Linked DNA regions of Danio rerio: all the other regions are linked to region 2. The links are chromatin contacts, called in public HiCAR-type and Micro-C maps. All regions are on one chromosome and are shown on one strand. Each heading gives the region's core, a stretch centred on a gene start, on an enhancer-like site or on the middle of the called end of the contact. The rest is flanking DNA. Distances are from core to core; before and after follow the strand shown.

Region 1 (4,267 bases), core at 40-2,539, 220 kb after region 2:
ACTAAGTAAGTCACACAGGGACAACCTGAGGGTGAGTAAATGACACAATTTTCTTCTAAATGAACTACCCCTTTAAATCAAATGCATACAATGGGAAAAAGATTGAATGGACCTGAACAGGTCACCGTGTACTTTGCCTGCATCGATCCAGGTACTATTGCTAATGAAAAAGCCTTAGGCCAGTAAGAGAAGAATGATTTAACCCTACCTGACCCGCAGTGTCATAGAGGCCCAGCAGGTACTGTTTCCCCCCAACCGTCACACTCACTGAAAACAAAACCATAAGTTAGTATTTTTATAAAATTTTGATTTAAAACTTAAATGATCCAACTTAATTAAAACTACTATTGTTTGTCATGTGCTCCGAAGAGGTGAAGGAAGAATTTTAATCACTTGGGTAAAAGAAAGATGCAAAACTGTTTTAGTTGTTTGAAATCAATAAAATGGGTTCTCAAAATTGGATAATTTATGATCAGCTGAAAGAGGGATTAAAATTAGTCTTATTTCTAATCAATCAAAAGAGTTGCTTAATATAGATTTATTAAATTCTGATCTAGTGAAAGATGAACGCAAATTGCTTTTGTTTGGATCTTATCAGGAGATGGGTGGTGAATCGTGCCACAGGGATGCTGCTGTGCACCAGTTGCATCCCCAGCCCACAGGTGGTTTCCATTACAGAAATACAGGCGCAACACAAAGCAAGTCACTTCAAGGTCTTGTAAATACCCTTAACTGAATGTTTTACACTGCTAATATAGCCTACACATTGGAATGCCGATTGACGTCCCTTATGTCGTAATAATATCTGGTATATTTACCTGCATAGTGATCAAAGACGGTGGGCACATATTCCTCTGGAAAGGCGTCGTTGGCATAGCTCATCAACAGACAAGTTTTTCCAACGGCGCCGTCACCGACGACCACGCATTTCAACATGATGCTGCCGGTTCCGTTTGCCATGACGAGAATAAAACACTTGAATTCAGCATCTTCAGCTGCTAGACACAGGTATATCCCGCTTTATTAAAGCTCCCTCCAGGCGTCACCAGCGGCAGCAGCAGCAGTGCAGCGCTCGGTGTGCGAAAACAGCTGAAATGCCATTTCCTCCACCCCGCTTCCCAAATTTGGCATTGACTGAGGTTTTCCCCTTCAATACTGGCACACGCCGACAACGTGCCGCTTCCGCGAGAAGGAAGCAAGCGATAAACTTGGCGTTGTCAAGACATGAACCTGAAAGGCGCGTGCTCGACACCATCCGCCCTCTCCTCTGTCCCACTTTCCCTACTTTCCAACCCCAGTCTCACCTCCTCTGACTCTTGAGCTCAACGCGGATTGACTTGCGACATAGGCGGGGTAATAACTCTGATTCAAGGGATCAAGTGTAAAGATTGGTTATCGTTGGGTTGTGTCTGACTCGACCAATACCAGTCTGCATCTTGTGGACCGACTCATTCGGTTACACACCATATTTCAAAAATAGGTTTATGGGCTCTTCTGTAACTGTAAGGCGTGCAGTGAAGAAATAATAAATAAATAAACAAATAAACAAAGAAATAAATAAATATTTTATTTCTCACTGATCCAACTTTATAATGATGCATGCCAAGGCCTAAATTACAGGATGTCCTTTACCTGTGTATAGGCCTAATATATGTATTCATAGAAAAATGTAAATATAAAAAATGTAAATATATATTTTATTAGATATGTAAAATACATACATTTTAACATATGGATGAAAAATGTATATGGATAGGGATTCAAAAGACAGTGGCATATAAGTGCTTTAAAATGACTGTGGAAAATTATCATTTATATCCATTTTCCAACAACATTTGATGGTTGGAATAAATTATTTGCAAATCCATTACTTAATATGCTGTTGTTTGTCAGAAAACGGGCCTTGTCTCTCTATATATCATTTACGTATTCTCTCATTTATCTATTTAAGGATTAAGTCATCGTGACTTAGTCTAAACAATAAATGAATTGGTTTATTTACCAGAAATTCACTATAACACTCTTTCAAAATCAGTTTGTAATCTGTTGCTATGAAGATACAAGAAGTACGAGTCATATTTTTCGTTTCTGCACTTTATAGATGATCCCTAACACCTGATCGCAGTCCAATCAGCTGGAAGCGGGCAGGCTGGTCAGGGATGCGCTGCTGTATCACTTTTGACAGCTACTGCAGGAGTCACGTGACCAAACAATTACCTCATACCTTGCGAGCGCGTGTGTGCGTCTGTGCTCCGTGGATATGGATTTGTGTGGGCGCGCACCAATAAAACGGTGTGGTGCAGACGCGCCCATTCGCTTTGACATGCAGTGTCTGAGCAGATTCTCCTGTCAGAGCAGCTGTATTATCATTATCCATCTAACATTTCAAAATATAAAAATAAATGTCTTGAAGGAAAAAAAAACATAGGCATACAACAATATCGAGCTTTTAAATAAAATCGAGAAATCCATATTTTAACGATTGCCCCATGAGACTCGTTGGTGTTATGCTATTTGTTGCAAATTATCCACAACTGTAAGCTTACTGATTCATATCACAACACTTTCTTTAAAGGCTCTTTATTGGCATTGATTGTTTTATATAGAACCTTTAACATCCAGAACCTTTTTATAATTCAACAAAAGGTTCTCCATAGTGGAAAAATCTAAATAACATGATCTGTAACGTTCTAAATGTCCTTTTATAAATTGTATAAATCCTTGCTAAGTAAAAATGTTAAGTTAACTACATTTATTTTTTATTCTATGAAGAAAATAGAAACTACACTGTAAAACCCTAAGGGTAACTCAAACTATTTGAGGAAAACGATTGCAACAAGCCATTTAAGTTCAAAAACTAATCTATATGAGTACTGTGAACTTACTCCATGTAAGTTGAAGTAATGAGGTATTTAATTAACTCATTACCTTCAAAACTCTTTTGAAATTAGTAGAATAACTTTCAGTTAATTTTGAGTTCACTACACTTATTTCATTTGATAAAGTTGACTTTTGGGTTTTACAGTGTATGAACAGGCATTCAAGAGTAACTCATAAATGCCTTGATAAAAAAAAATGTTCTTCAAGCTATTAAAAAAATGGTTGTTTGAAGAATTTTTGATTTAATGTTATTTTTAGCATCACCATGAAAACACTTTTTTTTTTGTTTCTTCCTGGGACCTTTTTCCATAATACTGAAGTCATGTTACTATATTCCCTATTTTCTAAAAAAAGAAAGAAAGAAAGAAAGACAGAAATAAAGAAAGAAAGTAACAAGTAAAGAAAGAAAGAAAGAAAGAAAGAAAGAAAAAAAACAGAAAGAAAGAAAAGAAAAGAAAATGTCCTAATCCACTAGACTTTCTGTTCTATTTGCTTTTCCATCATTTAAAAAAAAACTAAAACTCTATTAAGACTATTAAGATAATTTTTTTGTAATTATTTAAAAAATGTATTTATATATAAATGCTTTGATCAGGGACGGATTTAACCAATAAGCGAGGTAAGCCGTCGCTTAGGGTCCCAGAAAATCTTAGGATCCCTAATAAATATCTATTTTAATTATACTTAACATTGTTTAACAATCATATTTTGTTTGGTGAGAGTCAAACAAAAGTTTTAACGTAATTAAAGATTGTTTAATATAAAATAAAATGTTCATTTAATCATTTATTTTCTTTTCAGCTTAGTCCCTTTATTAATCTGGGTTTGCCACAGTGGAATGAACCACCAACTTATCCAACATATGTTTTGCGCAGCGGATGCCCTTCCAGTCGCAACACATCACTGGGGAACACCCATACTCTCATTCACACTCATACACTATGGACAATTTACCCTACCTAATTCACCTTTACAAGTCTTTGGACTTGTGGGGGAAAACCGGAGCAGCCGGATGAAACTCACGCAAACACAGGGAGAACATGCAAACTCCACACAGAAATGTCAACTGACCCAGCCAAGGCTCGAACCAGCAACCTTTTTGCTGTGAGGCGATTGTTCTACCCACTATGCCACTGTGATGCCCAATAGTGTAATGCTATGTAATATTAATATTATAAAATAAAATATTATTATTGCATCTGCACTAATTTGTCCACCAGCCCAATAATAGCCAAATTTAAATAAAAATTATAAAATATATCTTTTGTAAACTCATCATTTAAAATACAAAGATTGCACTAAGATACAATGTAGAAAAGAAGTTTGAGTGATATATAAAAAACATCTAAATAAAATGAAATAAAAGTAGAAAGGGTACCTTTTGGGA
Region 2 (4,888 bases), core at 1,508-4,007:
CCTGCAAAATCGCATCACTTGACTGTGTGAGACCAATCGAGGATCAAAACATGACCTCTCTGGACAGAAATTTAAAACATGGAGCAATCGCTCGCTTTTTTAATGCCTGATAAACTTGTTTATTCCCGCCCCTTTTCGCAGCGCCATACAACAGAATTTCGCACACACAAACTCTAGTGTGACCGCAGCTTTATTAGGTAAGTATATAGGCAATTAAGTAGGCAAGTAGGTATGCAAGTAAGTAGGCAAGTAAGTAAAGCTGCGGTCACACAGAACCTTTCTCCCCATAGACTTCCATTTATACTTACACGAATGCGTCAGACCGGAAATGCAAAGTCATGCATCAAGTTTCGCAGGTCGCTGCAGTGCAAAGTTCAAGCTTGGTGAACTCTGACCTGCGAAATCTCATCACTTGACTTGAGATATTAAAGCATGACCTCTCTGGACAGAAATTTAAAACATGGAGCAACCGCTTGCTTTTTTAAATGTCTAATCATCTTGTTTAATCCAGCACATTTTCGCAGAGCCGCACGACAGAATTTGGCACACACAAACTCTAGTGTGATTGCAGCATGCTTTGGTAAGTAAGAAATTAGGCAAGTAGGTAAGTAAATAATTAGGTAAGTAAGTAGGCAAGTAAGTAGGCAAGTAAGATATTAGGTAATTAGGTAAATAATTAGGCAAGTAAGTAGGTAACTAGGCAAGTAAATAGGCAGGTAATAGGTAAATAAGTAGGTAAAGAAGGCAAGTAAGTAATGAAGTAATTAGGTAAGTAGGCAAGTAATTAGGTAAATTATTAGGCAAGTAATTAGGTAAGTAGGCAAGTAATTAGGTAAGTAAGCAAGCCGCTTGGTCAGTTGATGGATAGAGAAAAGTAATTAGCCCAAAGGATCATTTTGACCAATAGATTTATTTTTATTTTACAAAGGTTACATTTATTAACCTTATTTACTTTAAAAAAACATTATTAAAAATGTAAATGCAGTAATAAAATGGTAAAGTATATGTAAAGTAATTTATATTCTTATATACTAATAACTCAATCTATGGTGATGGTATGTTTTTTGATGAAAACCAAGTTTTGAATCTCTTTGAATATTTTTAATTAACAAAAATGGGTAAATGTGGTAATAACGTGGTAAAAGTATTTAAACATTTGACTTTCATGTTTTTTCCACTTTCACTAATAACAGATAAGATCTCACTTTCTCCCTACATACACATACATACATAAACACATATCCAGTGGGGAAATAAGTATTCAACATGTCACCATTTTCATCATCACTCAGAAAACATATTTCTAAAGGTGCCATTGACTTGAAATTTTCACTAGATGTTGATTACCAAAGAAATACATATGAAAAGAAAACAAATCTAATTAGTTTACAAATTAAGTTATGTGTAATAAAACGAAACCTGGAAAAAAAGTATTGAACATATGAAGAAAGGGGGACATAAAAAGGCAGTGAAAGCCCAGACAGCAGCTGAAATCTCTCAGAAGTTATTTAGCAACCATCTGCCCTTTGTCATAGTAAATTAATAACAGCTACTTCAGTCCAACATCTACACAAGCAGAATGATGAAGATTAAACTAGGGTGGACATTTCAGCAAGACAATGATCCAAAACACAGCCAAGAAAAATCTCAAATGGTTTCCAAAAAAAAAAAAAAAAAAAAAGCTGTAGAATGGCTTAATCACCTGACTCGAATCCACTAGAAAACACAAAATAAAGATCAAATTGGATAGACAAAACTGACAGAACCAACAAAATTTTTACACTGTTGAAGTCTGCGAAAAAGAAAAACTATGATTGTTTTATATGACTAATGCTTCCTTAGTAAAGCGACAATAATAGGCCAATCCTTATTTAGGAAAATTGAGAAAGTTGGTTTTATAATCACACATTTAGACTTTTCCCTTTATAATATAACTTCAGAAAAGCATTCTTTGCAAACTCTAAATAGTGAAATCATATTAGCAGCCACTGGCTATCAAATTACAGCATCAATCACAGTCAGTTAAATAGCGCTAACGTTGTGCTGAAGTCATTCTTACATGGGATTTCAGAGCCATTATTTACAGTGGCCTGTCACAAGTTGTCACTGTACCAAAATGAACTAATTTACCAATATAATCACAACTTTAACTCAATTTTATAAAAGAATGGTTAATGAAAGAGGACATTTGATACTGTACCTTGAAAGCGATTTGCCAGTCATGCTCTTTGCTGCTCTTACTGGCGTTCTTGTAAACCTCCACCCGGTATTGTCTAACCAGCAGCAAATCCCTCACAAATGACTCAAAGTTCATCTTACTGAGGACCACACTTTCCAACCTCCTGTTCCCTGAATTAATAATAATAAAAACAACACTTATATAACATACAATAACGTAAATTACGATACTTCACAAAAACACATAAATCTGCACAACTGAAAGAAATAGTTGATGATATCTTTAAAGAGATAATGACTATTGTGTAACAATTTATAAGCGGATCACTAACCTGAACCCAGATTTTTGATGACTCCATTAGTCTTGAAAACCTCTTTAGCTGCAAAAATCGCATCTTTCCCGTGCACAGTATAGTAATCGTTTCTATCAAACACTCGCACCGTGGTGTCTGGTTTGTCGGACATCGAAAAGTAAAAATTGAGGAATCCATGTTCAGACGCGCTGTCCATAGACAGATTCTGTTTAGGTTGCACCGCCATGCTGGAATCTCCCGCCACAGCACAGGCGCGCCGGGAGGGTCAAAGGCAAACGGGGCGGAGCTAAAATGACGACAAACATTGCTATCTTGTTGTAAGCTTGGTTGTAACAGTTATCGTTACTTGCTTGCATAGTTTTTTTTTTAATAATAGCCTATATTTGATGACATAGATTGGGAACAGTTTTGGCTTCTTCGGAAAAAAAAAATTATCTAATAAAGCTGTTGAAGTCTCAATCAAAATCATTCATAATTGCTACCAAAGAAATACCAAACTAGCTAAATTTATTAACAATATCTCCTCTAAATGTCACTTAGTACTCAATATGATGAAACACTTAACCATTTATTTGGGGAGTGTAATAAAGTGTTTTGGGTTGACTTTTCCAATTTCATTAAAAAATTCTTATTTCCAAACTTCTGTATTTCCTCCAAAGTGTTATTCTTTGGTTAGGCCTACTCCCTGAATGTAGATCCTTCTCATTGTAAATTTATTATTAATTTATTGCTTTTTAAAAGCAGAATTTTTACATTCATAAATGTAAATGTACTTTGAAATTTATGTTAATTCTTTAAAAGACTCTAACAACTACATTGCATGTACAACACTTTCTTGGTGTAAATCATTTAAACTTGTTTAATTTGCAGGAATTTTATTTACGCAACCCTCTTTGTCTCCTTGTTCATATTGTATCTTTGTAATGTTCTTCATTGCATTAAAAAATGGCTGTAACAGTTCATTACACAGATTTTAGATAACTTTCATGTAATGCTCTTAATTCATTTATTTTCATACATTTTCATACACAATGTCCTTCATACACAATTTTAATTTATTTAGCCCTTTGTTTTGTTAGACTTTTCTTCTCTTTGCAGTTAATGTAACTTATTAATTGATCTCCTGATTGTGGTTGTATATTTTCATTCATGAATTTTAAAAAAAAAGTTCATTCCACTGTTTGGAGGAACAGACCACATTATTTAAAAAAGACCATTTTGTGCAATCCAGTTGAAGACGGTGGTCTCAATATTCTTGACGTCAGCACTGCTAATTGTGTATTTAAAAAAAAATGGATTAAGAAATACCTGCATTCTAAAGGCAAAATTTGAAGAAGACACCCATGCGAACACGTGGAGAACATGAAACTCCACACAGGAATGCTAACGGACCCAGTTGGGACTCAAACCAGCGACCTTCTTGCTGTGAGGCTACAGTGCTAACCACTGAGCCACCATGACGCTTATTACCATTATATTGGGATAATGTAATAAAATAATTTTACTCAGCCGATAGCTCACATTTGTCACACTAAATGTGGTTAAATCATGCATTAGTACAATTTTTTTTCTAAAAGGTCAACATATTTAACTAATATCATGCCATTTTTTTTTTTTTTTTTTTTTTACATCTGACAGTTTATGTTGACAGTTATGCTACTCTATTTGAGTTATTAATGTTACTATGTAGGCTACAAACACCTCATTCTTGTGGCATCAAATAAAAAAATAAGTAAATAAATGCATGCATATTCTGTACAGCTTTTAAAATTAGAATTGAGATAACATCATCCACATGCTTCCCAGTACTGGTTGCAGTTGGAAGGGGATCTACTGTGTAAAACATATGCTGGATAAGTTGAAGGTTCATTCCGCTGTGGCGACCGCTGATGATTAAAGGGACTAAGCCGAAGGAAAATTAATGAATGTATGGATCATCCACATGCGGATACAAATCTAGCTGAATAGTAGGTTTCTATGTCTGAAGATCCACCGATAAAACTGATTGAAAATAGTTGTTTTGCATGTGTCGGGGTTAATCACAGATCAGCAAGATCACATTTAATGATGGTTATTTGTTTCATTCCCTGGGACAAGATAACCATTCATTCTGTATGAGGCTGTAATTAAACAACTGATCATTTGAGTCCTCGCTCTGAGCTTCAGTCAAACAAAACATTTCTAATGCAATAAAACCTAAGCCATTTCAGTTTTCAGGAGAGCTATCCTTTAGTGACTGTGAAATATTTACAAAAATAAAAAAATAAAAATACATAAATAAAAAATGTATGGGATAATTTATGGAAGTGTTTTGTGCTGGTACCTTGACTGGTAAATATTTGACACTAAAACCACCAGTAGATGGCATCAAGTCCCTGTCTTAAAGGGATAGTTCA
Region 3 (4,467 bases), core at 1,616-4,115, 140 kb after region 2:
ACTGACCCAGCCGGGGCTCGAACCAGAGATATTCTTGCACCTGTGAGGCTACAATTCAACAGTCAAGAATGAAATGAAAATAAATTGCACCATAAATATCTGCCAAAAAGAAAATCTGCCATTAAACAAAGGTTATTTCTTGATACAACGAATAAAAGCAAGCTCTCTGCTCAAAATTCAGTTTCATCTATTCTGGTGAATTGATTGCAATGTATGGTGATGAAGCATTATTTCACACAGTTTAATATTTTGTTCTCACAAGTAACTTGTAACAATAGACACTTGCATTAAAAATGCTTATTATGTATATAAATCACAATTGTACATGTAATTAGATGCAGTCATCAAAATGGCACACTTTATTTTTCACTAGGATAAGTATATGTATATTTTTTAAATGACCTAGAACACACAACTGATTAAAAATGATCTACACAAAAGAGCTGAATTTCAAAAATACTCCACGGTCAACCATTTCTATCATTTCTCACGTCAGTTCACAGCATGTTATGGACTTGCATGTTAGTAACAACATACAAATTAACTCTTATTGTAAATTTTAAGCAAATAATAAAAGATTATAGAATTAAATAGTGAAAAGCATGAAACTTTCATAATAATTAGTGTATGCCTATGCAATAACAGTGCAGCTACAGCCTAAGTGGAATCCTCCTCAATGCAGGCATGGTATTCTTATAAACACCTTAATGATTCCTTCTACACTACTAGATATAACAACTACTGCCCTACATGTGGATTAGTTGTGCTGAATAGCAAAAAAAATTGAGTCTAAATGCAAAAAGACTAAGAGCAGCCCAAAATACTAATGAACTAATATTCATTATTATTGAATACTAATTAAAATAATTTTTTACTTTAGATTTTTCCAACATTTTTCAAAACACTAAGTTTTGCCTATTAGTCACCAAAATACTTTTACAAAATATAATATTTATTTTTATATTTATTATTTAAAATAGAATAATTTTTATGCCCACTTATTCTTTTATATTTTTAATTACGTGAGAGGTGAGAATAAGTGTGTAGTTTCACTTTTACCTGTATATATAGATTGCAATGAATGGTGATGAATCATTATTTTACAAATATTTTGACATTGTTCTCACAAGTAATTTGAGAGAATAATAACGATAACAACAATACAGTAGACGCTTTACCTGCATTCAAAATGCTTATTAAATCACCATTGTAAATGTAATTAGATGCAGACACAAAAATGGGACACTTCATTTTTGCCTATAGGATAAGTATTTGTATATTTTTTTAAATGCCCTAGAGCACACAACTTATTAAAAATAATCTACACAAAAGAGCTGAATTTAAAATATACTCCACGGTCAACCATTTCTATTGTTTCACATGTCAGTTCATGCAGTGCCACAGACTTGCACCTTAAAAAAATCTGGACATACTGAATATGTATAAAAACTTAGCTCAAAAAAAAAGAATCTGCGCGCACTTTACAATAATGTTTGATTAATGCATACTAGCATGAACAACACTTGCACAACATTTATTAATCATAGTTCAGCATTTAGTAATGCTTTATTAAAATCCAAAGATGTCTTTGTTAACAGACCCGTAGTCAGCCTGGTGAAAGGAGTGGTTCTTTATACCTCAAAAAGTGGACCTTTTTGCATTTATTTTACATATTTTCTAATAATTATGAGATTTAAAAACTGCACTGTTGTGACATTTTAAGCACATTTTTTTTGCTAGATTAGTTTATGGTAAACCAAAACATTTAAAGAATTACGATAAAGAAATATGAAAAAAGGCTACTTATTTTTAGGCTACTTTATGATATATCACTAGAGGGAAAACATATCAATCTGCTTTACATTTAAAACTGTGGCCTATTGTCATTTATTAGGCAAATAACACACTGGCCAGCACATTCAACTTTCCTCAGTCTCAGAATCCGGCCATTTGAATAATAAAAAATAAACATAATAAAAATGTAAAGTTTCACAATTTATGATATACTTCACGGCCAAGCCATTTCTATTGTTCCCAATTCAGTTCACAGCCTGTCATGGAATTGCATGTTAGTAGCTACATACAAATAAACTCTTATTGTAAAGTTTGAGCAAATAATAAAAGGGCATTTAGTGAAAAGCATGAGACTTTCGTCATAATTAGTGTAGGCCTTTGCAAAAACAGTGCAGCTACAGCCTAAGTGCAATCCTCCTCAACACAGGCATGGAAAAATTACTGTATTTTTATGGACACCTTAATGATTGCTTCTACACTTAACCTCATATAACAACTACTGAACTACATGTGGATCAGTTGTGCTGAATAAAAAACAGAGGCTCTATGCATTTCTACTTGCTTTCAACCGGCTTCAGGCATTTAGAAAAGGGGCCGACTGGAAAAAAAGAAACAGTTAAAAGGCCATCGAACATGCGCGATAACATAAAATAATCGATGCGCATTCACAACACACGGAGAGATAAACTCACCGATCCTTCTGTCGTGCTCTTTTATTGTTTTTTCGGGTGTCTTCTTTTGTTTGCGAAAAAAAGGCTATCAAGAATAGTCGGGTACATTTTCCCGAGGCTAGACACGGCGCTAGATAAAACAGACGGACGGGAGACGACCGGGAACATAACTGCGATAATCGAAAAGCAAACTGCGCATCGGTTTGTCGATGAAGGCGTAAACATTTGATACTTTGTATTTACATGGCCTACGATCCCCTCATCCCGTTGGCATTTCTTTCCCTGACGGCCGATATGGTCGCCAAGTGCAGCAGCAGCGGAGTCGAGAATCAGGAGAGGTGGTGGCAAAGCTGCTGTTGACTGACATCGGGAAACTCCAATTGCACGAAGCTCTGTGTTCCGGCGGATGCGGATGGGGAATGACTTTGGAAGCGAGCGTCACTTCCTTGCTCAAATTCCAGCTCATGGTGGGACGTTCGAATCAATTTAGTGAGTCGGTTCTTTTAAACAGTCGCTTTAAAAGAATCGGTTCCAAATTTTACATGATGAAACATGTGGGCTCGTTTTCAATTATGATTTAAATAATAACATAATATTATTATTATTAATAATAATAAAATAATAATAATAATAATAATAATAATACGCTTTTAACTGCTTGCTCTACTAAATGGTTGGCCATATGTTGATATTGATGTTTTAAATAATGGGTAACACACAATTGTTGATTTACAAAAATATTATGCTTAATACTATTAAGCAATACTATGCTTCATTTTGGTTTTATTGTTAAAAAATAAATGTTTTATGGCATACTTTTGGCAAAAAATAAAAGATGATTTAGTGTTCAAAAATGTTTTATTTTGATTGTGTTTTTTTTTTAAATAAATTATTCTTACACTTATATTTTCAGATTTTTCATAGTATATATATTAATTCTGGTTCTTCTACCATAAACCTACTTATCAACCATTTAATAGAGGCTGATATTTTAGAAATTATGGGATGTGTGGAAAAAAATGCATGGGATGTGTTAACATTAGAAGTTAAAAAATGCAACCCATTTTTTATTAGTGGGGTAGTAAAAGGGAAATAATATAATAATAATAATAATAATAATAATAATAATAATAATAATAACATATGTATAGCCCATTCAGCTATCTGGTCAAATTAAATGTAAACGTAATTGAGTTTCAAGTGAACAGGTATAGAACATTAACAGCCAAGTTTGCTAATAAAGTATATAAGTTAATCATAACTTGCTTGTATATGAGGAGCATATTATAACATTAACATATTTATGTTGAAGAAAAAGCAATAAATATTGTCAAACACTTAATTTCAGCATATTTTGTTTTAACACTTCGTCATTTTTATCTTTTAGATCTTACCTTTTGCTCTATAAACGTCTCTGTTCACTTTGAATGTGTTCTTATGATTTGCTCATTTTAAGCTTTTAGTGCGAACTGGGCATGCCCGGACACTTTTTTGTGACATGCCTTAGCAATTCATGCCGACAAACGAATCGCTGATGCAGGCTTTGTGAACCAGCTGAGCAGATCTTTAAAAAAGATTCGATTCAAAAGAAAGACTCGTTTAGAATTCGGACTTCAGTAAATCCATCCCAGACAATAGCAGCCTATGACAGCCTCAGGATGGAGATGGTGGTTGACTTGAGTGGAAAGATATAAATATTGTAAATGAACATAATTGACCCAAACTTTTTCATATGATGGACCAAAAACCAAATTTGATTGAGGGTGGTGGGCTGAAGGTAAATATGCCAAACTTTATTAAAGTTGCCACTGGTGATTTCCTAATTTATTTAATATTTAAAAATAACTAGAAAGCATTGTTTTATATTAACTAATGCAGTATGTTTTTACATTTTATAATGAACTTTTTACAATAAAAAAACTCCAATTTATAACAGCATTGTACTCTATGTGTTGAGTGACAGCATTTATATTTTTTAAAATCTGATTCATTTACAGCAGGG

What was found. A called contact is a pair of places that touch in the nucleus more often than the background predicts. HiCAR-type assays count read pairs that join an accessible place to other places.
Region 1: a contact with region 2 is called in a Micro-C map of caudal fin, with 7 times the contacts expected there. The contact joins the promoter of rhoq here to the promoter of msh2 in region 2. A contact is called at or near these places in 3 of 18 Hi-C or Micro-C datasets (caudal fin and embryo).
Region 3: a contact with region 2 is called in a HiCAR-type map of caudal fin, with 4 times the contacts expected there. The contact joins the promoter of socs5a here to the promoter of msh2 in region 2. A contact is called at or near these places in 2 of 4 datasets of contacts at active chromatin or transcription factors (caudal fin and gastrula embryo).

Annotation. Positions count from the first base shown.
Region 1 is chr12:26,933,465-26,937,731 of GRCz12tu, forward strand. It overlaps rhoq (ras homolog family member Q), which reads right to left and starts at 1,290. Exons shown (of 5, transcript NM_199818.1): 1 at 819-1,290; 2 at 209-267. The coding sequence starts at 960.
Region 2 is chr12:26,709,621-26,714,508 of GRCz12tu, forward strand. msh2 (mutS homolog 2 (E. coli)) reads right to left here and starts at 2,758. Exons shown (of 16, transcript NM_213524.1): 1 at 2,511-2,758; 2 at 2,201-2,349. The coding sequence starts at 2,718.
Region 3 is chr12:26,846,100-26,850,566 of GRCz12tu, forward strand. socs5a (suppressor of cytokine signaling 5a) reads right to left here and starts at 2,866. Exons shown (of 2, transcript NM_001113758.2): 1 at 2,487-2,866.